Linked DNA regions of Mus musculus: all the other regions are linked to region 3. A link is a contact called in public Hi-C and promoter capture Hi-C data. All regions are on one chromosome and are shown on one strand. Each heading gives the region's core, a stretch centred on a gene start, on an enhancer-like site or on the middle of the called end of the contact. The rest is flanking DNA. Distances are from core to core; before and after follow the strand shown. Region 1 holds the start of Csk (c-src tyrosine kinase). Region 2 holds the start of Imp3 (IMP3, U3 small nucleolar ribonucleoprotein). Region 3 holds the start of Pkm (pyruvate kinase, muscle). Region 4 holds the start of Neil1 (nei endonuclease VIII-like 1 (E. coli)). Region 5 holds the start of 2700012I20Rik (RIKEN cDNA 2700012I20 gene).

Region 1 (2,700 bases), core at 26-2,525, 2.0 Mb after region 3:
ACCTTACAAAGTTGGTGGTACCGCTCTTGCTCACTTTACCAAACCACAGTGGAAAAGGACAGACAGAGATTAGCTAACTGGTCCGACGTTGTTACACAGCCAGTGACAACTTCCCTATTGCATCTCAGCTGAAAATAAAGCCCGGAAGAGTTCCAAGAAGCTCTGTGGTTCTTTGGCCCTGTAGCTTGCAGGACTGACCGCATCTCTTTCTGCTTTCCCCTACACACGAAGTAAGTCAGGTCTCCCTGCTGTGTTCCCAGATCTAGAAAATCAACCCATGTTCCCTTCTTTCCTGTTTCTTGTGGACCTTGTACCTTTTTTTTTTTTTTCATTGTTTATCAATTTGTTCTTTGTGACAATATTTTTGCAACAACCCCTCATGAGAATTTGGCAGATATAGAGGTTTTAAGAAGTGGACTCCGGCCGGGTAGTGGTGATGCACACTCTTTTTGTTTGTTTGTTTTATGTTTTGTTTTGTTTTTCGAGACAGGGTTTCTCTGTGTAGCCCTGGCTGTCCTGGAACTCACTTTGTAGACCAGGCTGGCCTCAAATTCAGAAATCCACCTGCCTCTGCCTCCTGAGTGCTGGGATTAAAGGCGTGGGCCACCACCGCCCGGAAATGCACTCTTTAATTCTAGCACTTGGGAGGAAGAAGCAGGCAGATCTTTATGAGTTCGAGGCCAGCCTGGTCTACAGAGCAAGTTCCAGAGCTACATAGTGAGACCCTGTCTCAGAAAAACAAAAGATAACAAAAAAACTACAAAGGAGGAGAAGGAAGAAGAGGAAGAGAAGGAAGAAGAGGAGGAGGAGAGAGGAGAAAGGAGGTGGAGGAGAAGGAAGGAGAAGGACGGTGGTAGACTACAGAGCAGGGGCTGTGTAAATGCATGCTTACTGTCCCAGAAGAGTCTAGGCCTAGCCTCCACTATAGAAAGAAAACTTCGCTGGGGGGGGGGGGGGGGGGAAGAGGAGGAGAAGGAGGAGGAGGAAGCAGAGACGGTGGTAGACTACAGAGCAGGGGCCGTGTAAATGCATGCTTACTGTCCCAGAAGAGTCTAGGCCTAACCTCCACTCTAGCAAGGAAGCTTCGCCTAGAGGAAGCTGAGAGGTTGGCTCTAGCATGCTGGTGGCCCTCTGAAAGGACCTTCGGGAGCCTTCGCGAAGGCCAGCAAGTGGGGGCAGGGCGTAGACGCGGACACACCCCCCGCATTTCCTCCAAGGTCCAGCAGAGGGCGCCGACCCACGCCCCGCTGCTCGCCCGGCAGGCCCCCTCGCGCAGGCGCGCCGCAGCGGGCGGAGGATCCGGGCCGCGCTTCCTCTCACCAGGCCTGCGAGCTTCCTCCCATCGGAGCCCGGGCGAGCTGAGGTTGGCCGCCGCCGCTGAGCCTGCTGCCTTCCTTGCGCTTCCGCGCCACCCTGCGCCCTGCCCCGGGGAATCCCACCGGGGTGGGGTCCGAGCAGGGCCAACCCGGGCCGCGCCGCCGTCGGGGCCGTCCCCGGGCCAGCCGTCCCTCCCGCCTGGCCAGCCTCTGGCCGCCCAGCCTCCGGGGTGTGGGGCTTAGGCAAGCCCTGCGAGCGGCGATCGAACGCCCGGGGCGGCCCCCCGGCGGCGGCGCGACGTCCCCAAACCGAACCTCCGTGGCCGCGTTCGGAAGCGGAACTCTGCCGGGGCCGCGCCGGCTACATTGTTTCCTCCCCCCCGGACTCCCTCCCGCCCCCTTCCCCCGCCTTTCTTCCCTCCCCGCCTGGGGCTGCGCGGCAGTCCCCCTGCCTGTCTGGCTCCCCTTCCCTCTCTTTTCGCATCCATACACCTCTTTGTACCGCACCCCCTGGGGACCCCTGTGCCCCTCCCCTCCCCCTTGGCCGCATGGACTGTCCTGCAGGCCACTGATGCCGCCCTCGGTGAGGAGGCCTGGACCGCAGTGCCCCCAGAGAGGTGAGTGCTGGGCAGCCCCAAAGGAGGTGGGTGTCCTAATGCCCCCTAGAAGGGAGGAGGTCGCTCGTCCCGCCTCTGTAGCCACCACCGCCGCGCCCACACCCATCCCCCCAACCCCCCACCTCCCAAACGGGTTCGAATTCTCCCGGGAATCACTGTCAGAACACTACTGGGAATGAGCCACAAGGGAGGTAGTACTACCCAGCACCACGAGAGAATTGGCTTAGGTCTGCAGAGTCCTACCTTCCCACCCCCCAACTCCCGTGAGGAGAGCAGAGTGGGAAGTGGCTGGACCCCGGAGGAAGAGAAGTGGTATGGGCCGGACTCCCGGGCGTTTGCCCTTTCCCGTTCAGGGCTTCCCTGAAGGTATCCTGGCTTGTCTGGTTCTGAACTCTACTTCAGTCGTTGCACAGAGGTTCTATTGGCTCCAAGCAGCCCAGGGCCATGCCACCTCCCTTTGTGCCTGATAGAAGGCCGGGTCCTTGAACTAAGCCTGTCACCCTTGACCTGCCAGAGGATCAGGCTTAAAGCAAGGGACCTCTGACCCTTGGGTGGAGAAACTGGGCAGGGCTTCCAGTCTGCGTAGAGGTGACACTGGGCATTGGTACTGTACCCCGTTCCCCCCACCCCCACCCCCAGCATCCTCATCAGTCTATTTTCCCAGGCTTCTCAGGACCCAGACCAGTTATTTGGAAGGGGTGTGTCCAGTCACTGGATCTTTGGAGCTTAAGTAGGAGTTTTTTTTTTTTTTTTTTGATCATTTTGTA
Region 2 (2,700 bases), core at 25-2,524, 2.7 Mb after region 3:
ACTCTGAAGCCAGGACCTTGAAGAACATCTGTTTTCAGGAACCTCCTGGGTCCCTTCTAACCACTAGCTGGCCAAACTACAGGGCGATCATTTCCTTAGGCAAGCAAACACTCCAGGACTTTAATATGGTATTTCCTGGGGCTGGAATATCAACAGGAAGTCTTGTGGATAAAAGCTCTGCCAAAACATTCATTCCGAGAAAAGGACTGGTTAAGTGACAAATCTGCCCAGCTTGTACAACATCCTGCAACCTCCACGTGAGGCTCCAAAGCCTCACGCCTTCAACCCTTTTCCTGCCCTTAGGCTCTTCAGCTAGCAAGATAATAGATATGGCTATGTAGGACCCTAGGTAAGAAGAACGACCAGACAAAAATGTGCACTTAAACAACGTCGGTGGGACATTTATTGGCATTAGGAAAGGGTTTCTTTAAACGATATAAATATACTGAACTCAAACTCTCCATCCAGACGGTCCTATTTCAAGATGAAAGCAAAGGGGAAGAGGTAACATTCCTGCTTCTACACCACAAAGTTTAAGGCACAAGAAGCTAGCAATCCCCAGTGCGGTACAAAACTGCTTCCCACTGTCTCTCAAGACACAGTCACTTAATTGTCAGTCCAAATTCTAGGAAAAATTCCCAGTACACCGGGGCAATCCTCCCCATCCCCGGTTCAGTGACCTGTAGCTGAGAAGCCAGGACAAGAAGACTCGCTAGGCATCTAGATCAAAGTCATCGCGCTCCTCATTGTACTCCAACACGTGCCGCTTGATCTTGGATGAGTCCACCCAGGTGACAAAGTCCTCCATGCTGCGAGTGACGAGAAAGGCGGGATCAGTGACCACGTCTGGGCCCACGCGGACATGACCCTGCTCCACAAAAGCCACAGCAGCTTGGAGATGCTGCGCCATGCGTAGCTTGAGGAGCAAAGTAGGCAAGCGGCGGCGGCAGAAGGACGAGGCCGAGACGGAGTCGCAGAGTTCCAGTGAGCCGCGCGTGGGCACCAGGCCCATAGCGTACAGCTTGTCCAACAGCGCCGCCGAGGCGCGCACGCGGAATGGGTCGCGTTCCGGCAGGTCGCGCAGGCGCCGCGCCAGCTCGCGCACCGCTCGGCTCAGCTGGTTGTAGCGCGTGTACTCCTCGCGCCGCTGCAGCCGGTACCGCCGCAGCACACGCAGTTCGTGGAGGTTGTGGTCGGTGACTTCCCAGTTTAGGAAGTCCACCTGTTTCAGCAGCTTCTGCTCGTGGAACTTAAGCTTCCGCACCATGATGGAGAATGCGGGAGAAAGGGAATACGTTGAAAATCTAGCGTAATTTCCGCCTCGACGTAGAAAGACCCCGCCTCTAGATCACTGGACCAATCAAAAGATTGGTTAAAGACACGCCCCCGGTTTTTCATTCGTCCAACTCTGGAACTTCCTGTTTTGAAAGGGGAGCGGGGGAGAAAGAATTGCGGAAGGAGAGCCGTGTCCTGCGAATACACTTTTCCTTGCATGCAGTGCGTATGCAACTAGTCTAGTCCAGTGTTGTGTTTTGTTTTTAAATATTTATTCATTTACGTATTTTGTGTATATGATTGCTCTGTCTTCATACCGGAAGAGAGCTTCAGATCCCCTGTTTGTGGTTTTCCTGGGAATTGAACTCTGGACCTTTGGAAGAGCAGTCAAGTGCTCTTAACCGCTGAGCCATCTTGGCAGCACCTAGTTTACTCTCAGAGTTCTGTCTTTGGTGACTGAAGAGAGTCTGCTCCGTCAATAGCTGTAGATGTCAGTTTCCAGAGAGAGAGGTTACTGCCTTTAAAAGAGTTGTCTCATAGTTTTGGTTGTGAGCCTATTATTTAATGGCTGAGCTATCTCTCCAACTCTGGAAAGATGGCTTAGCAGTTAACAGCACGGCTGCTCTTCCGGAGGTCATGAGTTCAAGTCCCATCGCCCACATAGTGGTTCACAACCATCTATAATGTGATCTGATGCTCTTTTCTGACATGCACATGTACATGCAGCTAAGAGCACTGATACACATAAAACAAATCTTTTTTTTTTAAAGCATACACAACTTTAGAAGAGTGGAATGCTAATAAATAAATAAGAGGATTATCTCTGTCAAAAAACGTGATTAGAACTCTGCAAATGTCTCAGTTCCAGTGGTCCCCAGAGTTGACAAATAGTCCCATCCTGGCCAGCATGAGATCTGTCACTGGACTGGCAGTAGTACCAAACAATCAGGATTGGAAGCATTCCTGCCTCTTATTTTTTTGACACAGTTTCCTTAGGTAGCCCAGGTCAGCCATGAATTCACCACAATATAACCAGATTCAATCCAAAAGGATGAGATTATGAGTGAGCATGTGCCACCATGGCTGTCTTACTTTATTTTATTTTTTGAGACAGAATGTCTCTAGTACTATCTGTCCTGGTAATTTTTATATAGACCAGGCTGTCCTTAAACTCAAAGAGATCCATTTACCTCTGCCTCCAAGTGCTGGAGTTAAAGTGTTACTCAGGTATGTCTGGAGATTGTTTCTGCAATCCTCAGTGACTGATGGTACCCATCAATGATGAGAAATTCAGAGTGTAAGTAGGAGTCCTAACCTTCATCTGTAAGAGGTGAACAGTCTGGTAAACAATTCCTGTCTGAAATCACAGAAGCAGAACGAAGGCCAGAAGAATTTCTACTGAGCCCCTACCTGTTGGGGTAACCT
Region 3 (2,700 bases), core at 176-2,675:
AAAGGATATAATGCATGCCCTTCTGGATATTTCACCCGAGGTTAGTCACTACATCGAGGATGGCCCGTACTTACAAGGAGACCAGTAATTTAGCAGCCTGGAGTGACACAGGACCAGAGGCCAAACCTAAGAATATTAATAGATCACACCGGATTCCAAAACCTAGCTGCCTCCATGCACGACTGGATTTTCACTATAAGGTTCACTTTTTCCAAACTACCAGTGTCCTGGATTTGGAAAAAGTGGTCGAGCTCTTATCTTACTATGACTGGGTATTTACTGGGTCTTTATAGCCTTCAGACTAGAAGATGCCCGGCTTTTTCAAAACCAGTATGCCGGCCACCTTGTGCATGCAGCCCCATCTTCCTCATAGCACTGACTTGACAAAATCTGCTTCCCTAATTAGACCGAGCTCTGTGGGCTATGTGTGTTCTGGTAGCGTCGGGCTCCAGTTTCTGTCGGGAACGGGTATGGGTTGATCGCCCACCCTCCCCCTCGCCAGCACGTGGGAGCAGCATGACCGATTAATCAGACGCATCGCAGTACGTGCCGCCCCTCCGCCGCAGGATGGAGCGCGAGAGCAATGAGGGCCCGTGCCCACCACCAAAAATCTGCGGGCACACAAAACAGGCAGCAATAGCGGCCAACCTTTCTTGCCAGGCCACCGGGAATACAAAAGTTACGTAACTTGTAGCTGCATTACCAAGGACCGCTAGTGACTGCATCCTACCTCCATGCACCGGACCACGAGGAGTCCGCGGACGTGACTAGAATGCGGGGGGAGGGGAAAAGCTGCGAGGGGGAGGGGCGAGGATATGGAGGTTGAAAGGATGCTGCGGCGCGGACGTGACCGGATCGGAGGGGGGAGGGGCGACGAAGAGCTGCGAACACTGGCGCGGGAAGAGAACGCTGACCTGAAAGGAGGATGAACGCGGAGGCTGAATGGGGGGTGGGGGTGGGGTGAGTAGGGGAATTATTTCAAGTAGAGATTAAGAGGAGGGCACCGAATTATGAGGGCACAGAGCTAAGAGGAAGGTCGTAAGTCGTAGTGGATGTAGGAGGACGAGCATCGGAGCAGGGCGAGAACAGGGTGGCGAGGATAGCAATAGTAAGATAAGAGGCTGGAACCAGATTGAGATGGAAGAGAGAGCAGAATGAGACCGTGGGAAAGGAGCTAGCCGGCCACCCTCAATTTGGAGGATTAAGACTTGGACTCAAGTGTGGCTCCTCCCCAACCCGGAGTGGGATGCTCGATGCCTGGCGCCTGAGTCCCGCGTGGGCAGGCAGGCCTGCGTTACACACCAGTGGGCATCGGCTCTGGGGACAGATGGCTTAGGTTCTCCCCGCTCACCTCGGGCGTACTTCGGTTCCTGCTGCGATACCTAGAGCGGACGTCAGTCAAGTGAAGACGAGTCGCTGCTGTGCGGGGCTGCGCCGACTGGGCCTCAAGGTTATCACAGCTGCGGGCCGCCGCAATCCCTCCGCAGCCCCGCCCCTCGCCCAATCCGGGCTGCGGCCGGCGGCGCCCCGCCTCTCAACGGGGCGCCCGCACCTCCTGAGAGAAGCTCAGGGTAGGCGGGACAAGCAGGTTGCCCTTTTGAGGAGGACTACCTTCCGTGGCGGAAGGACATCGTAGACCAAATTTGCTCAAGGGTTATCCTGTTGACCAATGGGGAAGTGGTGAGGGAGCAAGGCCCGCCCACCGGGCCAGCGCCGCCGCCGCCACCACCACCCCTAGGTTCCCGGGCGCCACCGCCACCTGTTGCTTTAGATCGGCTACAAAATGTTCCCTTTTTGGCCTTTTGCCCAGGTCTCCCCATCTGCCCTGGCCTACCAGGGCGGTGCCCAGATTTATAGGTCCACGGACATTCCTCCAGCCCCGCCCGGAGACTCTCCACCCTCCCGGCGCCCGCCCCAGTACACCCTCTGAGGCTGAGCGGAACGGGAAGCTGGGGTGATGGGAGCAAGAGAGTGGTGGAAGGTCTGGGCTGCCTCCTAGAGGGTTCCAGACTTAGAGGCTGGGTAGGAAGAACTTAAGTCTCTCTTTGGAACGTGAGCGCGACCTCCTAATAAGGAGGGCTAGATTGGACCCATGTTAATACTTTGAGTCTCGAATCCTGCACTTTTAAAATGCCTGGACCTGGACGCAGCAAACCAATCCAAGGTAATTAGTGCAGAACTGGACCTACGTGTAGCCATTATCTATGCAGGAGTCAACACTGGTTTTTGACTCAGGCGTGTATGTATTTAAATTTGTAGTATTGGAGGCATTAACAATTTTTTCCCTACAAAGTATTTTCTAATTTCCCAACTGTTAACACTAGTCTTCATTCCGCAGAGTTTTGAAAGCAGATACAATGTTGCCACATTCTAAATGGGAAGACTGTACCTTAGGTTTTGGATTTTTTTTGGTTTTGTTTTGTTCTTTTGTTTTTCTTGGTAAAAGATGGGTGTGACCATTTCAAGCAGACACTTCTTTGTAGTTGAATCACAGGCCTTCATCCCATTTTCGGTCAGTTTTGATTAGAGGGAAGGGTAACATAAATGCAATTTGTAGTGAAATAAAGTTTTTTAGTTTCTTCTATAAGTCCCCTTGGTCCCCTTAGTTTAGGGAAGTAAATGCTTGGTTATTATGGTGGAAAGAACATGAAGTTGGGGAGGGGGAGGTTATATCTGTGGAGGAAATCATTCCTTTCTGCA
Region 4 (2,700 bases), core at 126-2,625, 2.5 Mb after region 3:
GAGAGACCTGACTCCGACTTCCGCATGTGCACTGTGGTACATGAATACCTCCCACACACACACACACATCATATACACAGCACAACGACAATAAAAAAGAATCCAACAGAGAGTTTGCTGTACAACAGTGTTAGCTACAGACCGCATGCTGCACTTGCTCATCTTAGGCAACTGGAACTTTATTCCTACTATCAACCTCTCCTCCCCTACCCCATCTTCAACAATCTTTCTCCTCACTCTGTGTGTCTGATTAATGTGGACTTCTCACATAAATGGAATCTCAGTGTTTGTCCTTCTGTAACTGACCTACCTACCACCTAGCATAATATCCTCAAAATCACCTATGCTGCTACCTGTGGCAGGCAGTGTATAATATTCCACTCTGCTTATATTCCACACGCTGTGTTTCTTAAGACATTTTTATCATCTCCCTCCCCACCCCATGTGTGTGCGAGCTTGCTAGTTCATGCTTGAACACGTGAGTACAGCCGCCTGATGAGACGGGAAGCCTGTGGAGGCCATTCTCATTCAAACCACGACAGTGGCCCTTTCCTATCATCCCAGTTCTTACTGAGGAGGCTGAAGAGAAGATCAGGGGAAGCTGGGAACCAGTCTGAGGCCCAGGACAATGAGGAATACATAGCAAGACCCTCTCTTTAACCGTCCTCTCCTAAAAAATATAAGAAATGAGTAAATGGGTGACTGGAGGAACAAGAGAAATAAGTGTGTAAAAGGGTGAGTCTCCGCTGTTGGTCAGCACAACGCACCTGCAGAGGCTTTCTTTCTCTTTTATACGTTTTAATAATGCTGCTTCCATCTCCCAGGGACGTTTGAGGCTTAGCCTCACCAATGTTTCTCTCCTCTTGTTCTCCCCTAGCCTACCCATCACCACTCACCCCTGCGGCAGCCACACAGGCCTTCCTCAGCTTCTGTTCCTGAACTTTGAATCGATCCCTTGTGCCTGGCAAAAGGTATCTTGCCGACACTTTTTTTTTTTTTTTTTTTGCCTGAGGTTGTGACAGTCAAACCAAGCTTTTGTGCCTAACTCCTGACTTTACCTAGTGCTGCCCCAGATATAAGCCCCTGTGGTATTGCCGGATGCACTCCCCCCTCTCGGCCCCCTAGCTCCCGCAGGCCGTGATAAAGTTGTTTATATGTTACATCTGACTGCTCATTGACACGGCCATCTTGGGTCCCCAGGGATTGTTTATCTTGCACCTGTGTATGCCTCGCATACAGCTGCTTGTGGCTCTACACAGCGCCGTTTCCGGCTGCTGGCGTCAATCCTGGCCAGGCTAACTGGTGACTTCAACTGCAGACGCAGCTGCGACTCCGGGCACCAGTTCGGAACAAGGCTCTGCTCACAGTTCTTTCGTCACCTCCGGGTTACGCGACTGCTCCAAAGCTTGCCCAACACCCGGGATTCTCATAAATAAGGAACTCCATTCCATACTGCGCCGCCTGCCTGAGAAAACTACATTTCCCAGCAGGTACCAGAGTGTCTCTAGCCTTTCCCAGCGTGCTCTGAAGTTCGGCAGACTGCTGGGATTAACCCCTTACTGGCTGCTGCCTCAGGTTGAGCAGTAACCAGAGCAGGTATTCATTCAACTTTAATGGGGGCGATTCGGGGTCTCAGTAAAGGTGAAGATCTAAAGGATCTGGGAGCCCGGGAAAGACAGAGAAACCAAAATTTTGTTGGGTGTGTGCGCTATCTCACACCTCGCAAAACTAGGACTCTGAAGGTTTTCCGCAAACCGAACCCTTTTTGGTGCCAAGCCCCCAACGCGTCTACTTTAAAACCGCCCGTCTTCCCTACCTACCTTCTCCTCAGATCTTGCTAGTAGCAAAGCGCGAGGTGAGGGATAGAGGAGGGTGGTGAGGACAAAGAACGAGAGCCCTGTCCTTCCTGGCACCCCAGGGATCCATGAGAACAGGGCTGTGCACAGATTGGAGCTTACCCTTCTCCTACTTCTGCCTCCTGTCCTGACAAGAAGGCAGCCGGGAGAAAGCCTCTCTCTTCTGCCTGGGTGACCATGGCAGGCTAGGTCAATCCCATTGGTCCAGCGCACATTTGAGTTTCTACCTCCATGGATGTAGACAGATTCAGGGCCTGATTGAGCTGTAGTGGATGAGTGACCCGAGCTTTGCCTTGGGTGCCGTGAGGTGCTAGAACAGATGCTGAGTAGCTTTGAACTTTGGGAGCTCCTAAGTTAAGATGTGGATTAGGGAGAGAGAAGGCCTCCTTCAAACTTCCTACTGTGTGTGGGATGGGAGGCAGCAGGGGCAAAGGCCAGGAGTTGGGGAGGAACAGGTTTGTAAGTGGGTAGGAGGGATTGGGGGACACAAGGTAATAGGCTCCAGCAAGAATCTGAACTGTATTCTAAAGCGAGGTGTGGAGGCCATGGAAGGAAAGCACCAGTGAGCAAGACAGCCATGTGCCTCCCAGCTTCAGCTTCCTGGTACCCAGTACCTTGGATGGGTGGCCAGGCCACCATTTCTTTGCCTATCCTATATGGCGCTATGCCTCTCTGTGTCTCTGACTTTTCCTCTGTACAAACTTGGTAATAATTCCTACTGAACAAGACATTTCTGGCACGACCTGTTGTCCTCTTCCTACTACAGGGCCCAGCCATTCCTCCTTCAGAATGCCAGAGGGCCCAGAGCTGCACCTGGCCAGCCACTTTGTGAATGAGACATGTA
Region 5 (2,700 bases), core at 6-2,505, 2.6 Mb after region 3:
CCCAAGCAGAATGGATGAAGAAGCCACAGCATAAAGTCCGGACACCTCCACCGTTCCCAGTCTACAAGGGGCCCTCCCACCCACGGGGATGCTGGGAGGAGCAGACACGGAGCCCTGACCCCCTGCCAGACGCCACAGCGGGCTTTCCCCAGCTCCTCTTCACTGCTAAGGAGGCGGAAATCCCGGAGGGGGCGGGGCGGGAGGGGCGTGGCATCACAGCCCCGGACGCGCCTTCCGGCCAACCGGATCCCGCTAAGGCGGGGGAACACAGGCTTCACGCCCCCTCGCCACCGCGCCCTGAAAGCCACACGCCGGGACCCTCTTCCCGTCCCGCACGCCCCGCGGACCCAAAGCAGTTCAGCCAGTGGTCCCGCCCATAAGGGAGAAGGGGCGGGGTCACAGCCGCGGGCCTTTAGCGCGAGCCCGTCCCGCCCCTTTCTCCACCACCGCACGCGCGCCGGCCCCGCCTCTGATCGGCGGGACTAGGACCCGCCCCTCCGTGCGCACCGGGACTACGCTCTCCTCCCCCTCCCGCACTGAGTGCGGCTCCGCTCCGCCCCCCACAGCCACGCACGGGAAGCCGAGGTCAGCCCCCCCGAAAAACACACGCCCTCCAGTCCCGGGTTACCCGCCACCCAGCTGCTGGGCGGACCGCGGTGCGGCGTGCTCTCACCGCAAAAGCTCCAGCCACTCAGCCTGTGCGTCGCTCCCGGCGTGAGCCTCGCACCCAGCACGGAGGCCCCGGAACGGCGCGGGCACAGGCCCGCAAGAGCGGACTGGCAACCTCCTTTGCGCCCACGAAGCGGTCACAGGCCTGGGTGCCCAGACTGGGAAGGAGGGAGGGAGGGAGGGAAACTCTAAGGGGGGAAGGGGAGGGGGGAAGATGGAGAAACCGTCTCTGCCGCCTCTACCGCCGCGGCCGCTTCTCTGTTACCCGGGAAATCCCGCCCACTCTCCCGGCCCGCCCCGCCGAGGGAAGGCTTAACCTCGCTCCGCCACGGGATATATTACCCATCCGTCAATGGTTTAGCCAATCACTATGCCGCAAAGACCTACTCCCGCCCTCTTCCCTCGCTGGGAGGGGAGAGCGAGCCGCTCACCTTCTCCACGCCCCTATTGGCGGGGAGAGTCCCTAACTCAACCCCGCCTATTGGAGACTGATTGCCGAATCCCTCCTCCGGGCTCTAATACTATTGGAGGAAGAGGAGTACCTCTTCACATCTCATTGGAGAGTCTCACATATCCCTCCCCATACCGCCCCAGCCACAGGCCTAACAAATCGGCTCCCGCCTCCGCCGGTCCCTGCATTGGAAGACTACCTTTGCTTCTCTCATAGCCCCAGGAAGGTAAGTAACCAATGTGGGGTAAAAATGTCCTTAAGTGAGGCCGACTCCACCCACTACACGGCTGGGCCAGGCCCCGCCCCCAATGATCTGATTGGACTATCTTGGCGCCGGTAGGAGCCGCCATTGGACACGGCGCCGGTCCAGGAAGGAGACCATTCCGCCCTGCGCGAGGATGCTGAACCTTAGCAGTCCTTTTGTGGAATGTTTACACTGGAGACTGAACCTCAGCGTTCCAAGGCCGGGATCGGAGATGGCGGGGAGCTCAGCGGCCGAAACCCGAGGCTTTGAGATTTGAAAAGGAAAAGGCAGTAGTATTACCCGCCGTGGAGAATTAACCAAAACAATGACAGAAAGCCTTGTCCTTCCTACCCACTTATTTTTACACTTTCACGGTCTTCTAAACACAGCCATCTGGAGCACTCAGCAGCTACTTTCAGCAAGCCGACTCCAAAATTAAGGTCTGGAGCTCTAATCTGATCCAAAAGCCCAGATATTACTAGCTGGTCACTAGGGCTGACTGAATACTGTGACACTGGGACAACCAGAATCTGCAGCCCTCAGGGGGCGGAGATAACCCAGCGGAGGCCTTTAAATGTCACCGCCTGGGCAAGCCTCCGGAAGGCGGAGCATGAAGGGAAAATGTATACTCTATTGGTCGGGTAGATCCAGGGACATTTTAAACTGGAGGAAGAGAGGCTGAAAACCTCACACAGACCACTGCATAAATAAACCTTGAGTGTGCACTTACGTTCACAGAAGGAGTAAAAATTCCAGATTGTGTGAAGGATATGGTCTTAAGAATGACTGTTCAAGGGGAAGGGCTGTAATCGCAACCATTCGCGAAAGGGCAGGAATAGTCTGAATTTAGGAACCCTAAGGCCAGCCCTTCAAAAAAAAGGGGGGTGGGCATTCCTCCTTAGCAGAGTGAGTTAATGGCGGTCTCTAAGCCTTCTGGGTAAGTAACAATGCCTGAACACAAAAAGTGCTTTGAAATACCTAGTTCTTGGGCTGGTGAGATGGCTCAGCGGCTAAGAACGCCGTCTGCTCTTCCAAAGGTCCTGAGTTCAAATCCCAGCAACCACATGGTGGCTCACAACCATCCGTAATGGAATCTGATGCTCTCTTCTGGAGTGTCTGAAGACAACTACAGTGTACTTACATATAATACATTAATTAATTAATAATAATAATAATAATAAAGACCTAGTTCTTTTATTTATTCACTAGTAAGGCGTGGGCCCGATGCCGACCTTGCTTTGGGGAGGCTTTCGCTGTGCCATGAGAGGTTAGGTGGGATTAGTCTTACCGCATTCTAGAGCAAAAGGGGGAGAGGGAACCTCCCTAGAGTCGAGTG

The links. Promoter capture Hi-C pulls out the DNA fragments that hold promoters and counts their contacts. Hi-C and Micro-C count contacts between places; a contact is called where the count stands out from the background.
Region 1: a contact with region 3 is called in a promoter capture Hi-C map of pre-B cells, with 4 times the contacts expected there. The contact joins the promoter of Csk here to the promoter of Pkm in region 3.
Region 2: a promoter capture Hi-C map of pre-B cells shows a contact between it and region 3, with 2.6 times the contacts expected there. The contact joins the promoter of Imp3 here to the promoter of Pkm in region 3.
Region 4: a contact with region 3 is called in a promoter capture Hi-C map of pre-B cells, with 2.4 times the contacts expected there. The contact joins the promoter of Neil1 here to the promoter of Pkm in region 3. A contact is called at or near these places in 1 of 39 promoter capture datasets (pre-B cells) and 1 of 9 other capture datasets (adipose tissue).
Region 5: a Hi-C map of uterus shows a contact between it and region 3, with 5 times the contacts expected there. The contact joins the promoter of 2700012I20Rik here to the promoter of Pkm in region 3. A contact is called at or near these places in 2 of 39 promoter capture datasets (liver and pre-B cells) and 2 of 484 Hi-C or Micro-C datasets (CD4 T cells and uterus).

What each region holds. Positions count from the first base shown.
Region 1 is chr9:57,644,228-57,646,927 of GRCm38.p6, reverse strand. It overlaps Csk (c-src tyrosine kinase), which reads left to right and starts at 1,275. Exons shown (of 13, transcript NM_007783.3): 1 at 1,275-1,933.
Region 2 is chr9:56,936,074-56,938,773 of GRCm38.p6, reverse strand. It overlaps Imp3 (IMP3, U3 small nucleolar ribonucleoprotein), which reads right to left and starts at 1,274. Exons shown (of 1, transcript NM_133976.2): 1 at 376-1,274. The coding sequence starts at 1,267. The coding sequence ends at 713.
Region 3 is chr9:59,655,301-59,658,000 of GRCm38.p6, reverse strand. It overlaps Pkm (pyruvate kinase, muscle), which reads right to left and starts at 1,425. Exons shown (of 11, transcript NM_011099.4): 1 at 1,352-1,425. Gm51708 (a long non-coding RNA gene) reads left to right here and starts at 2,095. Exons shown (of 4, transcript XR_003948336.1): 1 at 2,095-2,164.
Region 4 is chr9:57,146,980-57,149,679 of GRCm38.p6, reverse strand. It overlaps Neil1 (nei endonuclease VIII-like 1 (E. coli)), which reads left to right and starts at 1,375. Exons shown (of 10, transcript NM_028347.3): 1 at 1,375-1,596; 2 at 2,623-2,700. The coding sequence starts at 2,646.
Region 5 is chr9:57,074,604-57,077,303 of GRCm38.p6, reverse strand. 2700012I20Rik (RIKEN cDNA 2700012I20 gene) reads left to right here and starts at 1,255. Exons shown (of 2, transcript NR_152107.1): 1 at 1,255-1,346; 2 at 1,461-2,101. Sin3a (transcriptional regulator, SIN3A (yeast)) reads right to left here and starts at 928. Exons shown (of 22, transcript NM_011378.2): 1 at 674-928.